Linked DNA regions of Oryctolagus cuniculus: region 2 is linked to region 1. The links are chromatin contacts, called in public Micro-C maps. All regions are on one chromosome and are shown on one strand. Each heading gives the region's core, a stretch centred on a gene start, on an enhancer-like site or on the middle of the called end of the contact. The rest is flanking DNA. Distances are from core to core; before and after follow the strand shown.

What was found. A called contact is a pair of places that touch in the nucleus more often than the background predicts.
Region 2: a Micro-C map of ear pinna shows a contact between it and region 1, with 2.0 times the contacts expected there. The contact joins two enhancer-like sites. A contact is called at or near these places in 5 of 6 Hi-C or Micro-C datasets (ear pinna, embryonic fibroblasts, liver and 2 more).

Annotation. Positions count from the first base shown.
Region 1 is chr13:54,184,975-54,190,146 of mOryCun1.1, forward strand. The region is part of intron 2 of LOC103350930 (a long non-coding RNA gene); the gene reads right to left. Among named protein-coding and RNA genes, the nearest start is that of TOMM20, 210 kb to the right of the region's middle. Within about 2 kb of position 2,052, at least 2 of the 8 cell types and tissues checked have an H3K27ac peak or open chromatin away from gene starts, as enhancers often do. A contact at or near this core is called in ear pinna, where this site is marked.
Region 2 is chr13:54,259,917-54,265,088 of mOryCun1.1, forward strand. The region is part of intron 1 of LOC103350930 (a long non-coding RNA gene); the gene reads right to left. Among named protein-coding and RNA genes, the nearest start is that of TOMM20, 140 kb to the right of the region's middle. Within about 2 kb of position 1,940, at least 4 of the 8 cell types and tissues checked have an H3K27ac peak or open chromatin away from gene starts, as enhancers often do. A contact at or near this core is called in ear pinna, where this site is marked.

The sequences.
Region 1 (5,172 bases), core at 802-3,301:
ACACCAGGGCGGATCAGTTAGAAAGATCCGAAATCATCTCTATGACCTGGGTCTGATCAAGACCAGGGTTAGCTCTCTGGGGCCGTCCCCACATACCAGACACCATAAACCGCCTGGGAAGGACAAAGGGGGCTGCAGTGCTGGCCAGCCAGGGTTCCTGCACGGCGAGATGATCCCTAATTTTCCCAGAAAGCCAGTGCAGGTGGTTTTTGTCATTTCTCTGGCTCCTGCTCCCTAGGCCGTGACTTAGAGGCTGCAGGTGCAATGGGGCCGCCCACAGCTACCGCCAGAGCTATGCGTCAGCCCCCCTGCCTGGATCCCTTAGCAAAACTCAGCCCCTTGAGCCATGGGAAATGCTGGGCTTCACGGCTGGCTGGCACTCTCCCTCCATGGTGAGAAGCCTTAGGCTCTCCTCCTCCAAGATCTGAAAGGAGAAGCCAGGGCAGAGTGTCTCCTCCCTCACCTGCAGGGGCCCTGCACACACCTGAACCAGGTTCCTCTTGGGCTGCAGCAGGAGACCCCCCTCCTGGGTTGCTGCTGCAAGGTGAGTTCTGACTCTGACCACCTGGGATGAACCTGAAATCACATTGTCTTAACAAGCTTCCAGGGGAAGCCCCTGCCCGCTGCCGGTTCCTGGGCCACACTCTGGAAATCTAGGCAGCAACGGTTCATTTTTTTTCTATTTTTTTCTCCAAAACTTAGTCTTCAATGAATGTTGAGGAAGGAAATAGTTATAAACATGTTCAAAGACTGGAGATCTACAAAGGTGGTACGGTTTTCACCTGTTCAGTAGGGACCTACTATGTAGAAAGGGACAATGGGAATTGAGGTGGACACCTGCCCTTGTGAGAGCTGTGACCACAGGGAGGACAGCTCACCTGAATCTGCTTTCTGCTGTTCTACCTAAGACTGGATGAAATCTGCTTCCTCCAGGTGGGGACACTGGGAAAGCCGAGAGCAGGGCGCCAGCACCAAGCAAGGGCCTTCCTGCTGCATTTTAACATGGTGGAAGAAAGCCCATGGCAAGACAGAGCAAGGGCGCCAGCTTGGGTCTTTCTCCTTCTACTTACAAAGCCACTAACCTTATTATGGGGTCCCACCCTGACGACCTCATCTAATCCTCATTACCCTAATTACCCCCCAAAGGCCCCACCGAGAAATGCCATCAAAATATTTGAATTTGGGGACCAAATTTCCAACATTTGCACTTTGTGGGGAGACACAGTCCAGCTATAGCAATGAGCACTCCCAGTGCAGGGACCGGGTGCCTGGGGGCTGAGGGAAGACGGTCCAGACACTGAGCCTGATGGATGGAGGGGGTGTGTGGGAACCCCCTGCCCAGGACCCTCCTCAGCTGCTCTCACCTGGGCCCATCAGTCCCACCCTTGCACGCCTCCCGAATAGTGCTCCCGAATCATTTTTGTCATTTGTCACGGCCCTGTTAGGGAAAGATAATATTTTTTTGTAGAAGGTGAATAGGGAAAGCAGTTCGCAGCCAGAGGGCTGAGGGGATTGCCACCCCCTCACACCCCTAACCCCCTCTGGCACACCGCCGGGACCTGTGCCCCAAACCCCCTCTGACAGGTCCGCTCAGAGAGGCCCACCGCACCACACTAGCAAAGTGCTGTCTGATTTTCAAGTCACTTTCACTTGTTTTCTCATTCGAGTCTCGCCACCACAACGGGCACTATTAACCCTGTGTTACTGGTGGGGGTGGGGGGGGGGGGGAGAGACATGAGATGACTCAGCAGGGCACACGGTGGGTGAGTCAGCACGAGGTGGGTGGGCAGAGCTATGGAACGGCATCCAGGGCCCAAAATAGGTTGAGCTTGTATTGCCACAAAGTTTTAAAAAGAAAAAAAAAAAAAGCCGGTGAGGCGGAGGTACCACCCTTCCGGGGTAGGGGAAGGAGGCTGTCCGATCCTCCTGTCTTCCTGTTTCAATGGTTTTTCCATCGAAATCTCCACATTGGCTGCCACTGCTCGGGATTCTGAGAAAGTCTGTGACTCTGCTCAACAGGGAAAAGCTTGCTTTCCGGCGGTGCAGCAGGAGCCCTGGAAATGGAGCAGTCAACAAGGCAGGAAGACACGGGGACACAACCAAGAAACATTTGACTCCGAGAGAGTGGAAGCGATCGCAGGTCCAGGATGCTCGCCAGACTGCTCTGCAGCTGCATCAACAAGAGCTAGAGGGAAGAAATCAAGAGCGTACAGGAGGCTTTGGCCTCGGCTCCCAGGCACCTAAATCAGCCAGGCTTTGGAAGGAAGCCACTTCAAATGTTCATGTTAAAACAATGCTGCAATATTTCTTTGTTTCCACTGAGGTTTCCACTGAATAACAGCTGTCAACAACTCAGGAAGACGGGGGTCTGGTCCAAGTCTTTCTTCTTTGCAAGTGTTCTTTTATAAACATTATATTGCTCTTTTCAGCAAGGGCAAAATAAAGGCATGTACAATCACTCCGGAGGGGCCAAATATTTCTGCATATGTTCGTGCCTTTGTTGTGTGACTACATGTGAGAGGTCAAACAAAGTTCCTATATTAAGAAAAGAGCCTTCTTGAATGTATCGTTGAAGGAGGAGGTTATTTGAAACACCTTCTACGCTCTGCTAGAAGGCTTCTTGGGTCTTTTCTAGAGTTTCAATAGAAAGAGAAGCGGCTGCCAGGGGCTGTGGGGAGGGAGGAAGGGGAGGCAGTGTTGAATGAGCGTGGAGGCCCAGCTTGGGAAGATGAAAAGGCTCTGGAGATGGCTGGCGGCGATGGCTGTGGAGCGATGTCAGTGTGCTGCATGCCACCAAGCTGCACACTTACAAGGTGTATGTTTTAAGTTATGTATAGTTTACCATAATAAAAATCATGCCAAAAGTGTTTTCAGAAAAAATTTTTTAAGAAAAAGTCATCCTGCTGAAAAGAATCTAGGGCCGGGTGTTAGGCCAGCACTCCGATTGCATACCTCCCATATCTGAGTGCCTGGGTTCGAGTCCCAGCTCTGCTTCTGAAGCTAGGATCCTGCTAGTTCACCCTGGGAGCCAGCTAGTGAAGCTCATGGAGTTCGGTCTCTGACACCCGTGCGGGGGACCTGGATGGAGTTCTGGGCTCCTGGCCCCCACCTGGCCCAGTCCCAGCCTTTGCAGGCATTTGGGGAGTGAACCAGTGGATGGAAGATGTCTTCCTGTTTGTCTTTCTCCCTCTACCATAAAATGAAAAAGAAATACACAAAGAAAAAAAAACAAGTAAACTTAACATCTTCATTTTTTTAAAATCTAAGAGGTTTTACAAGCTTATTATGCTTGATATTTAAGACTAGCTCATTTGATTTTACCTAACCACTAACCCTGCTTTCAAAGTTCCTGATTTGCCGAGTCTACTCACGAGCAGTAGACACCCTGGACTGCTGTGTCTCCCAGGCCCACCCCCGGCCAGGCCCCCACCTGAACAGCCTTCCATCTGAGCTGCAGTGGCACATCTCTGTGTGCAGAGTCCCCTCCCCTGGACCGTCCCGGGTCCTCTGCAGACATTGTTCCCACCCCGGCCTCTCACCCAGCCAGCTATATCCACCACCCAGGGCTCAAAGCCACCTGAACTGTGAGATCACAGCGAGAAGTCAAGAACCAGTTCTTCAAACTCTGCTCAGCCAGCCACAGCTTGGTGAAAACACACAGCCCCACTCACAGCGTCTTGAGATGGTCCGCAGTGAGCTGGCAGGCTGGCCGTGGCCCTGGGGGCACAGTTGCTGGGCACGGCAGCCCTCACCTGCTGTGCAAGGAGTACCCTATGAGAGTCACTCAGAGTGTACCTTGTGACGGATGATGAAACAAGAAACTCAAGCATTGCTCCAAGGGCCTCTGCCTTCTGCTTCTGAAAGCTTTTCATCTTTCCTCCATGAAAATCTTGAAATGGTTCTTCCAAAGTTACATGATACATGAGACAGATTTTCTCCCTGATACCCTTTCCAGAGACAAACCCCCCCAGACAACCACAGCTACAGCTATGGATCACCTCCCGTGTGCCATGCACCCTACTAGGGCATCCTTGAAGTCTTCCCAGGAGCTTTGCAAGGGGTCTTATCTCCAGTTGACAGAAACTGAGACTAAGAGATGTTAAGTAACTTTTCCCAGCTCACACAGCTAGAAAGCAGCAGAGCCAGACTCAAACCCAGACCTGCCTCATTCCAAAACCACGCCATTTCCAAAAAGAGATGGAGTGCATTGAGGGCTCACACCATGCAACTCGCACTGGAGTGGCACCCAGCTGTGACACAAAGGACCTGGATGTTTGCAAAACTCGGGGGAGCTGTCTGAAGTGTTCTGTGCTCCCAGGCTCCATGCACTGTGCAGCGCCTTGGGAATGACTGGGCCTTGGAGGCACTCGGACATGATGGCTGGTCACAGGGCTAGATGTGGGGTGCTGTTTGTGTGAGCTGCCTGGCTGGGCCCCAGTCAAGAATTCAGTGAACAGGATGGTAACAAACTATGTGAAAGAAGTTAGCACAGCTTCCAGAAGACTCTGCACAGAACACGGCAGCACCAAGGCATAGGGTTTCCCCCAAAGATTGGAGCCACTGTATGGAACTAAGAATGCAGTCAATGCTTCAGGCAAAGCATTGGTCTGGCCAATTGGCAGTATCCATTGGCAGAAGCCGTTCCCACAGCATACCTGGAAAAATCGCATTCATGGCCATCGTCCAGGCTCTGGCCAGTCCTCTTAGAGGGAGTGAGGCCAAGGTGTGAGGAAGGAGCTATGGTAAGGTGGCAGGAAGACAGATCCATGCAGGGGTGACACACGCCTGCTCCCCAGTGAGTGAAGAAGAGCAGTGCCTGCCCAAGGAACATTGATTGAAAGCACCAGTCAAGGGTGGGACTTGAGGGATCCCAGAGCCCTCTGTCTCACATCCACGGGAATAAATGGTACCCAACCCAGCTGACAGTATCTGCCCTGGCCTCCTGGGCCCTTCAGTATGCAATTCTTCACAAATGACATCCAGGAGTGAGGAAGCAAGCCCAGGCAAAAGAAATACCACAGAAGAGGTTTTTCCAAAAACTATTTCTACTTCAGAGGTTCTGCAACAACTCTTTCCTGCATTGGAATTCCCCAGGGGCTTTTGAAAACATGGATTTCTGGGCCTCACTTCCAGGCTTTCTGATCCAGCAGGTGTCTGGGGTGGCCTGAGAAT
Region 2 (5,172 bases), core at 690-3,189, 75 kb after region 1:
GCTCAGAAAAAATAATTGTGTCAGTAGTGAACATGTGCAGACTTCAGTCCTTGTCATTATTCCCTAAGCAGTATGGTATAACAACCAACTACATAGCATCTACATTGTATTAGGTATTGGAAGTAATCTAGAGATGGTTTTAATGTATGCAGGAAGATGTGTGCAGGTTATATGCAAATACTATTCCATTTTATATAAGGGACTTGAGCATCCACCACTTTTGGTACCTGGGAGAAGTCCCACAAACAATCCCCTGAGGATACTGCGGGACAACTGTAGATATGTGCACACAGTGTTCACATACACATGGCATCCAGCATGCACACAGCATAGCCATGCACAACCCAGAAAGGTGTCCTTGCTCTCTGCATAACCTAAAGACTTTGGCAGTTCTTGTTTGCTCCCAAACTTGGCAGGATGGCAGTGCCCGGTGGTCTCAGTGATGTGATGGGCAGATTTATTAAGCTTATGAGACAGAGAGAGGGAGGGAATGAGGGAGGGAGGGAGGGAGAGAGAGAGAGAGAGAGAGAGAGAGAGAGAAGACTGTGCTGTGCAATCATCTCAACCCATGGTTTTGAGTTGCAGATCATCAGGGCCAAGACAGAGGAACTGGTGAGATGGGATCATTTGGTCACAGTCAGTGAGTTCATCTAGGAATCTTCTAGAGCACTGATATGTGTCCTTCTTCCAAATGGTATCTTCTTTGAATTCACCAAAAATAAAAGGAACTCCCAGGCTAGGCCAAACAGCATAAATGACACTTAAGTACACGTATGCAAGATGGGAGCAAAGCCTGCAGGGACAATGCTCCCCAGAGGAATTGTGGCCTGGAAGCAGGTTCTGCCTTCTTGCCCTATTTTTTCCTGGAGGGAGAGAAGACCAGCAGCTGCCTGAAGGCAGATTCAGCCACTGGCTGTCACCCAGGCATCCTCTGCAGGCAGATAGGAACACAGGGGCCCTTTCTCAAGTTTAGCCTGATGCAGATGTTTTCAGGGCCTGAGACAGCCCCCACTCCTCGAGCCAGAGGAACTTTCTGTGCTGTGGCCAGTTCGCTGTGTCACACAGGAATGGCATCTGTTTTCACTTAGGCAGGAACTCAAGCATGCCTCCTGGGAGCATGTGCCCAAAAGAGATCCCAGTTGGCTAAGAGAGGATTAGGTTTCCAGAAGGACACAGCTTTTACCTGGGCTTTAAACACCCGGACGCCAAAGATATGGAGGTCACAGAATGTTTCTTAAAAATCATACCATTTTATGGGAGTGGGCGGTTAGCCTAGCAGTTAGGATGCCTGCCTCCCACATCAGAGTGCCTGCATTTGATTCCCAGCTCTGGCTCTAGATTCTAGCTTCCTGCCCATGCAGGCCCTGGGAGGGAGCCAGGAATGGCTCAAATAATTGGGTTCTTGCCATCCACATGGAAGACTTGGATTGAGTTCCTGGCTCCTGGATGTAGCCCTGACCCAGCCCCAGCCACTGCGGGCAACTGGAGGGTTAAGCAGCAGATGGAAATGTCCTCTCTCTCTCTCTCTCTGGCTCTCTCTCTCCCTCTCAAATAAATAAATAAATAAATGAAAGTAAGTCATACCATTTTAAAAGATTTGCTTGTTATGAATCCCGCCTAAAAGCCAATTAATCAAACATAGACCCACTGAGAGATCTGCAATGGCTGATTTATTGTTTTAGATTGGGCTTTTCAGAGAGATTTTGAAGGAGTAGGGGGTGGTTCCGGGGGAGGGGGAGAGCTAGTCAAAGACCAACTCCTTAAAAGCATGGGCAAAATTCCCTTTTCTGTTACCAGTTTTTCAAAAAAAAAAAAATGACAAAGTCACACAAGAGAGGAAATGAAAAGGGAAATTTTTAGACTTCTCATCTGTCCAGAAAGCCCCGGTCTGTTTCAGAACCCGTCAGGGTAACTGTCGGGCCTGCGGTCGCAGCCCTGCAATCCCGGGAGGCCTTTCGTCAGCGGCCATTATATCAATAAGGAAGTACAATCACCAAACCACAAGCCAGCTTCTCTTCTAAGCCCACATGTTGCTTTAGAGGGTTTTTAAACAAGAGACTTTCCTGTTTTTGAAACCTGTGAATCCACAGGTCTTACGGGTTACTCAAATTATCTTATCACTTGCAGCAACCACTGGCATGAATTTCAAAACTGCTTACCCCAGCCTTCCCATCCCCAGGCTCCACAGATGTCCACTTACTCACCAGAATCCTTATTTACAGTATTGTGCTGCCAACTGCTGACACAGAAGGAAAAAAAATGCTAGTTATACATTAAGCTTTACGGTTAAAGTATCTGCGCTAGATGCGACCCAAACACCACTTTATTTGACGACCCGAAGGCAAGATGACCACAGCAAAGGATGTTCAAGTGAGACAGTTTTGCAGTCATTGGAGGGTCAGGCCATTTTTCATGCATATGCACACACACACACACTTGCAAAGGTAGTATGAGAAGTCACCACAGTTCACAGGAAGCTATTCTTATTTATTATAGGATGTGCTGAAAATCTGTTGGAAAAATTTAAGTACAACCAGAAGACATCCCAAACCACCTAAAAGGCTACTGTCCAGGCTTCAGGAAAATCAATGTGGAAAATTGTAAGTGGAGGGCTCCATGGGGGTGTGGGCGGAAGCAGCAAAGCGTCCAATGTAAATCCTCCATGGTATGCAAGTCAGACTTGCTTCACTCTTGGGCAAAGAGAAAGGTTCAGATGAAAGGGTGCATTATAGAACTGATGTGATAAATCCACAAACAGCCTTCCCTCTTTCCTGCTCAGCTCAGCAGCTCGGGAAAGATGTGCCAAATCTAACAACTGCCCCTGATAGCCATCTCCTGGTTTAACTTCTCCCCTGGCCAGTGGCCACTTGGCGTTGCTCAAGCAATGCCTGCAGACTTCTTCATGCGTGCCCTTGCTGGAAACTCCAGCGTCATGAGGCAGACCTGAAGTTGACAAAGGGCTTCCGGAAGATCGTTCACATTCTGCTTTCAGTGAGTGCCCAATCAGAGGGAAGATCAACAACTGGTGAACTTTATTCTGCAGCTACGACCAGTGACCTCTGAGCACAGAACCCACATGGCAATAATGTATCTAGCAGACACTTATCTAATCTCACACTTTTCAGTCTTTTCGGGTTAGAATCAACACTTAGCTCATCAAAACACACACACACACATGCACGCACACACACACACACCTTCCAAAAAGGAACCTGCTCTCAGACTGCACACATGGGTATTTTGTTTATCTTATTTTTTTTCTGCATTCCAATAAATCTACAGGTACAGAAATGTTGAGATGGATACTCTAAAGCCGTTAGGCTGTGGTTTTTATTTTTGAGGAAGAGTTCTTTCAAAATACACAAAATTCTCTCTATTATAAAATGTGGAGTGTGAATGAGGCCACCACACCAAAAAGTGTCAGAAGTAAATCTCTCAACTATCATGACCAGCCTACTGTGGTGTAATGCAATACAGCCATAGGGGAAAATACAATAAAATGAAAGAATTCCAGAGAATTCCAGACATCCCACACAGGCCCAGTAGATATTTTTAATCATAATACTCGTTGGCAAATGATCTACCATGTTTGCATGGAAAGTATTCTATTCTTCAACCATGCTTTAAAAATAGTAACTTCTCCTTTCCTCCTTTGGAAAAGCTGGGGCTACAAAACGAATGTAAAGTAAATACGGAATAATTTCCTGTTCGCTGCAGAGTGCCATAATTAGGACTTGTAGACCTAGACTTCTTGCTTGACTTTAACTGAGTTCGCTGGACAGTTGCTCAACCACTTACTTTGGCTTTATAGACACAGTGTAGATCACAGAGCTTGCCTTTCTCCAGGGGTAAGCATGGCCAATGAAGAAAATGTTGACTCTTCCCTCTGATGCCACCACGGACATTGCACCCCCAGGTCTGGTCCACCAGGCCCATGGGCTGTATGCCCCTTGCCATTCTGGGCCTTCCAACTCCAGCACCAACAAGGACAATAGGTAATGGGTATTTTGGATGAAGGATACCATAGTTGAGCTGTCCATGATTTATGCAAGGTCTCCACTTGGGATCATTCCCAATTCTGTCTGCTCACATCAACAAAGCATAGAGGAAATTAGAATGTAGAGGCAAGTGGAAGACACCACTTTGTGTTTATATCCATGGAAAGCTCCTCATATGACAGAGTGCTCTCTCAATTTTTTTATTTGTAACAAAAGACCCTGAAAGGAATTCAGTCAATGCTAGTTTTGGATGTTGATGACAGTTACCAGGAAGAATAGTTTATAGTTAGGGTGGCTATTTGGCACAGAAGTTAAGATGCTGCTTGGGATGCCTGCATCCCCTACTGGATGCCTCGATTCAGGAACTGGCTCTTCTTCCCATCCCAGCTTCCTACTAATGCACACCCTGGGAGACAGCAGTGATGACTCAAGTTCTTGAGTAGCTGCCACTCATACGGGAAACTAGGATTGAGTTCACTCCTGCAGGTATTTGGGGACTGAACCAACAGACGGAAGATTCTCTCTTTCTCTCTCTCTCTCTCTCTCCCCCTCCCTCCCTCCCTCCCTCCCTCTCTCTGCCTTTCAAATAAACTAAAAAATAAATAAATAAAATTTGAAATAGTCTTTATTTTTTAATGCAAAGAAATGTGAACTTTTAAAACTTTTCCATTTATTTTATTTATTTGTAAGGCAGAGAGACAGAGATCTCGCAGCCACTGATTCACTCCTCAAATGCCCACAATACCTGGGGTTGGGCCAGACCAAAGCCGAGATCTGGGAACTCAATTCAGGCCTCCCATGTGGGTGGCAGGGACCCATCCATCACCTGCTGCTCCCAAAGTGTGCATCAATAGGATGTGGGAATCAGGAGCAGAGTGGAGACTTAAACCCAGCCACTCCAATATGGGCTGTGGGCATCCCAAGCAACCTCTTATTCTTTTGTCAAACACCTGCTCAAGAAACATACTGCCTTTATAGGTATATTCTTCAAGGTATAATCTCCATTGCAGGTATTAGATATGGTAAGTAAATTTTTAAAAGCTCACTTTAAATCTTTATTATGAAAAATCTTCAAACATATCAAAAGAAGAGCATATACCACAATTAATCCCCATATTTCTTACACTGCTGCAAATCAACAGTTACCCAGATTTTTCCACACTTGCTCTAGTTT